2 separate regions of the Mus musculus genome follow, and region 1 is linked to region 2. The links are chromatin contacts, called in public HiChIP or PLAC-seq maps. All regions are on one chromosome and are shown on one strand. The core of a region is the stretch at or near the end of the contact, and the rest is flanking DNA. Distances in the headings are between cores, read along the strand shown.

Region 1 (2,820 bases), core at 126-2,625, 200 kb after region 2:
CTTCATCTGAAGTGTTGATGGAAAATCTGCCTGACTGTGAGAATCAAGTGTAATGAATGTAATTCCAGTGTGAGGTAGACTATCCAGGCTGGGCTCTGAACAGCCTGATAATGACTTAATGAGTCCATTCCACTTCATTTTATTGTTACCTTAAAAATTAGCATTTATCAGAGCTGGAGAGATGGCTCGGTCATTAGAGAACTGGCTGCTGTTCCGAAGGATTCAGGTTCAAGTCCAGTTCCCAGCTCCCACATGGCAGCTTACATGGACCCCAGACATGAAGATGATCCACAAACATCAATACACACACAATCAAGCAAAACACAAAAACATATTGGCACCTGACTAGGCTTTGGGAAAGAAAACCTGCTACATACCTTGGTCTCTGAAGAATGACCACATAGCCATGACCAACTCTACCGTAAGAAAGCTTGAAGTTTCCCATCCCACTCCCTTGTCTCCTTCTTCTGGTGCTTAAATGCTATCTAATACTTATTCATTTGTCTGAATGCGAGCCACTCCTTCAGTGAGTATCCTCTTCTCCCAACCTGGACTATAAAATCCAGCTCAGTCCTTTGGCTGTAGACTGCAAAGTGAGACTTCTAAAACCCAATCGTGTCCTATCTCTGGGAATAGAAGCCTCTGCTCTTAGTCCTTAGTCTAAGGTGCATGAAGCTCACCCCAGCATTTGGGAATGTTCTCAACGTGCCTCAACCTACTCTCAGCTCATGTCAAGCTGATACTTAGCTGCATTTGGAATGATTGGGACCAGGGGCCCAAATAACAGAAGACCAGAGAACATAAGAGGGATAATTGGCGTTGCTCACTAGACAAGTAGAGCCCAGACAATGGTTAGGTGTCAGAGTAGGGAAGAGAAGGAAAATGGGTTAAAATGAAGCAAGGAGGGGTACTTGAAGAAGGTTGATGGTAGGTACCACTGAAGCAGGGAACTCAAAGCTGTCTGTGTGGAAGAAACTAAAGAGAGGAGACACTTGAAATACAAGTGACAGGGAGGCGGGGGTGGGGGTGGGGTGGTGGTGGTGGTGGTGGTGGTGGCCCCAGTACTGCAGGACAGTCAGGGAGGAAGTGGAAGAAGGAGGAGGAGGTCTCGGATCTGGCCAAGAGAGGCTCTACAGTGTTTTTACTGGAACAAAGTGGGTGGGAAGAAGCCTGCTGGCCTGAGGGAAAAGAATAAAAGAGAAGAAAAGAGAGGAGAGAAGGGAGGAAGAGAGAGAGGAAGGTGCAGTGGGAGGAACTGGCCCTCTCCAGAAGAAAGGCTGAGGTAACCTGAGCCCACCCCCTAAGAGGCAGCCCATTGTTCCTGGCCAGTAGTGACTGGCCACAGCTCCTTCCCTCAGCTCCGCCCGGAGATTTCAGCAGTCACCACCTGTTCCTTGTGGCCCAGCCAGGCAGCTAAAGCCTGAGCCTCTTCAAAGGGACTGACCAGCAGGTGTTAGAATCCCATTTGCCTCAGGAGCACCTTCCTCCTTTGCCCACCTGCCTCACAAATGTCTTCCCTCCAGAGCTCCTGGTGGCGAGGTCACGATGCTAATTCCATCCCAGCCGTGACCAGACGCAGGATGGGACCTGAGCACAAGTCCCCAGAGAATCTAAACACAGCTCCTCTACTCTGTGGCGTGTATGTTTGTTAGGCAGGTCACATCTCCTGCCAGGCCCTCAGTCTCCTCATCTACACAATGGAGACAGCAAGCCTGAGCTGAGAGAGCAGACCTCAAGGCCAGATCAGCAAACGCCGCAAACACTTCCCTAGAAGGTCCGTTGTCCAGAATGTTGGATGTGGTGGTGCTCGGTTGTCCGAAGCTGCAGGCGGGCCATTCACGGGTGCTTCCTTTCCCTCACAAACTCTCTCCAGCTCCGTGGTGGCTGCTTTTGCTTTTCCGTGTACCGCCAGACCAACAGCGTCCCACCTCCTCCACTGCTACCCCTGTAGTCAGCAGCTGTGGGGACGTCACTGTCAGCTGTGGGAAACTGCAGTCTCTGGACTGCTAATTCTAGGACTTAAAATCCTGCCATCTGGGGCTGAAGAGAACTCTTCTGACCTCTTTGCACACCAGGCACACATATGGTGCACAGATAGACATGAAGGAAAAACTCATACACATAAATAAAATAAATAAATACGGTTTTTAAAAATCCTGCATTTGTGGGCTAGGGAAGTGATTTAGTGATAGCTTGCTTAATACACACCAGATGCTGGGCTATATCGTAGGCACTTAAAAAAAAAAATCCTTCCATTATGCCATCCTGACTTCAAAGCCTTCTCATTGTGTTTATAAAAAAGAAAGAAAAAGCACTAAGTCTGCACCTCATGGAATGCTATATATGCCCTATGCTGTACTATATATGTCCTATGGAATGCTATATATGCCCCATGAAATACTATATATGCCTTATGGAGTGCTATATATACCCTACAGGGTGCTGTATATACCCTTTAGAGTGCTATATATACCCTATGGAGTGCCATATATTCCCCATGGAGTGCTATATATGCCCTATGGAGTGCTATATATGACCTATGGCATGCTATATATGCCCTGTAGAATACTATATATGCCCTATGGAGTGATATATATGCCCCATGGCATGCTATATATACTCTCTGGAGTGCTATATAGTCTGCACTGTGAAGTCCTGCATGGACTGCCTTTAGGAGTGTCTTGTTGCTGCATAGCCACTCCCTGCCCATCTCCAGGCTTTTCCTCTGTCACAGCCTTACCTGTGTTTTATCCAAGTCCTTGCTCACCCAATACCTTCAAGGGCCCCCACACCACATGATCCTATTACAAACTGCACTTC
Region 2 (2,810 bases), core at 43-2,542:
AGGTTAGTTTAGAGTGAAGTCTAGTCAGTTCCCAACTGTCATCAGCCATGGTGTTAGAAGTGGGGTTTACCTGAAGGAAGCATATCTGGCCTTGAGGAACCTGCAGCTATGGCCCTGGGAGGGACAGGTAGTGGGAGGGAAGGATGTCTGTTTGGTTTCTACATTGATCTCCTGACCTTTAGAAATAACATTTCTTTTTCAGTTCAGAAACTTGCATTTGTCCTCTTGGTTGTGCTGATTCTGTGAGGAAAAGGTGGTTAAATCTCCTAATCACGGGTGTTATTAAATGAGGTAAATACGAGAACGAGGCTGTTCGCTTTCAATCATAATCTCACTGCAGACCCTCTCTAGGTTAGCCTTTTACAACTGTTGCTCCTCTGCGTCAATGAAGCAGTCAAACATACAAGTTTAATGCCCCATCTTTTTTTTTTATTTCCCTCCCTGTGTTTTGGCTTCTTGGAGGACTACACCGTGCTCCAGAAACACTTTCTGATTGACAGATGAATGGGTCACCCTGAGGTCCAGTTTGCTTAGTGGGGATCATTTCTACTCCCTATTTTCCTGCTCTTGCTTATTACCTGTGTGTACTTTTGTGGTCTCATAAATATATCAAGTTTCTTGGATTGTTTGGGCTATGCCAGCAATTTCTGTTTTCTTCCGTCAGCGTCTTCAGGAGAGCCGTGTACACAAAGACAAAATGGCTTTCAAAGTAAGTCTCCATTCCCATTTCAGTATTGGTACAGACATCAAATTGAAGGCCACTCCGCTCTTCCTGCCACTGGTTGTATCAGCTGCCTGGAGATTAACCTCTTCTAAGGCTCTGAGCTATTTTTGAGGTAAAGACTGCAACAACATTAAAGCTAGAACCCATTAGAAAATCACTTTCATCATCTCTCCTTTTTCCAAATCAGTGGCTCTTTCCCCCTCCTCCTTCTGATCTCATAACCCTTTAATCTCCTTTGTAGCAGAACAAGGAGACTGTTAGTGTTTGCATGTGATGGGGTTAGCATCCTTCATAGAGAACAGTTTCAGAAGACACCAAGATATTAGAGAAGTGTATGGAAGATGGACTCCATCTCCAGGTGGACTGCCTCAATGCTCTGCTCTCCTTGTGCAAGCGGGGCCATTTTTGTGGATGTTTTGTGCAAACCAGGCTCAAAGTCTCCAAAAGAGACACAGCAGAAAGCCTTTTGTTGCATTATTTCTAAAGGCTTGAGGTTTTGAAGGGAAGGGATTTTGTTTTCCTCTGAGCTACACAATGGAGCTTTCACAGAACCTCCTTTAAAAGGAATAGCTACAGCCTTTGTGTGGAAGGGTGTGTCTTTTGGCAGGGTCTGCTGATGCAGACAGACTGGCTGGTGATTAACAAAGGTCATTAGACTTTGGAATCTGGCTAGCAGCCTCGGATGGTATGTCTTCTGTGTGTGGAAGGACGACTCCCAAGAAACCAAGGCATTCTGGAGGTCCCCTCTCCAGGACACCCCCAAATCCTGCTGCAGGACAGGCTCTGGTCCAGGGGCGTCCTGATTTAACCAGTACTCTGCTGGGACTAACGAACCAGCCTATCAATCATGGGATAAAAGAACCTTTGGAGATCTTTGGTGAATGACATTTGAGGAGGAGAAAGGTGCTGCTTTTCGAGAAGAAATGAAAACAGTTAATTCTTTGTTGGGAAGAGCAGAGCTTAGGAGGAGCCCAGCCTGCCCTCGTAGCGTTCACTTGTGATTGTCAGCCTAGCAAAATCCAAGCGAAGCCATGTTGTGCACGGAGGAGAGGCTCTGAGCTAAAATGGCTGCTCCTACAGCTCAGAGGACTAGGGCAGCTTAGTGAGTCTTAGAGCTTCAGTGACGCAGGAGCTCCTATCTCCTGAAAGTGTGATAAACACATTCGGCAGGGCTGTGGCTTGCTTGGCTGAGATGAAAGGACTAAGCTTGGGGGATGGGGAGTGCGCATTGGGTGATCTGCTTTTTTCTGTGAAGTGTTCTAAATGCAGGAGTCGTCTGCACCATGGAAAAATTTGTTTTCAGGTCTAATGGACTGTGCGAAAGGAGAAGTGGGGTGGGGCTCAGTGACTGCTGTAATTTGATCCAGAGCTGATAGCAACCTCTTCCACACAATTTGGGCTGGTGCTCTGACATAAAAGCTTGTGTATCTGGAATATTGAGACTTAGTTAGCTGAAAGGACTCTGGTGTCCAGTTCAATGTTTATTGAAATAGGATAAATTGTTGGGTGAAAGAAGAGGAGGTAAAATATCTGTGTCTCACTCTGCAAAGCCCTGTCCAGAGCTGGACTTGGCCAGTACTTATTTTAGCAGGCTCCGGGCAGGAGCATTCTTTCATAGAAAATCCTCCTGCCATGGCTTCTTGCACTCCACTGACACATCATTGCTGGACTTTGTTCCTCCAGCAGAAATCACATTATCTTTTGTAAGAGAGGCATAGAAAACTGCACCATTAAAAAAGATCTGGCTGCAACCTGAATTCTTAAGACATTTGGTTCTAGATTACAGTACAGTGACTTAGTAGGGCTTGTGATGTTCTCTGTGAAGTAACTTATTCACTGAGATAATAACTGGGTATCTCCTTACAGGATATACACTAAGCTAGGAAGGACTCCACCTTCCCAATATTCTCGTCACTTTGTGGTGAGACTCTGCCTTGAGCTAGCGTGAAGCTTCCCGTAGGTTTCAGTCTCACAGTGAATTACAGAGTAAGGGAGATGAGCTCTGCTCTGCCTTGTTCCACACCAAGTTCACAGGTTGATTTTTGGCTGCTGTTGTTTTATATCCAAGTCTAAATTTCATGGTTAT

What was found. HiChIP or PLAC-seq counts read pairs in DNA pulled down with a chosen protein or histone mark.
Region 1: a contact with region 2 is called in an H3K27ac HiChIP or PLAC-seq map of embryonic stem cells, with 11 read pairs. The contact joins two enhancer-like sites. A contact is called at or near these places in 1 of 15 datasets of contacts at CTCF or cohesin (the NIH/3T3 cell line), 4 of 484 Hi-C or Micro-C datasets (the C10 cell line, embryonic stem cells, nephron progenitors and 1 more) and 3 of 115 datasets of contacts at active chromatin or transcription factors (embryonic stem cells, extraembryonic endoderm stem cells and trophoblast stem cells).

The regions. Positions count from the first base shown.
Region 1 is chr4:55,202,521-55,205,340 of GRCm38.p6, forward strand. No RefSeq gene overlaps it. Among named protein-coding and RNA genes, the nearest start is that of Gm34231, 4.0 kb to the right of the region's middle. Within about 2 kb of position 1,376, at least 24 of the 459 cell types and tissues checked have an H3K27ac peak or open chromatin away from gene starts, as enhancers often do. A contact at or near this core is called in embryonic stem cells, where this site is marked.
Region 2 is chr4:55,003,874-55,006,683 of GRCm38.p6, forward strand. All of the region lies in intron 1 of Zfp462 (zinc finger protein 462), which reads left to right. Among named protein-coding and RNA genes, the nearest start is that of Zfp462, 57 kb to the left of the region's middle. Within about 2 kb of position 1,293, at least 203 of the 459 cell types and tissues checked have an H3K27ac peak or open chromatin away from gene starts, as enhancers often do. A contact at or near this core is called in embryonic stem cells, where this site is marked.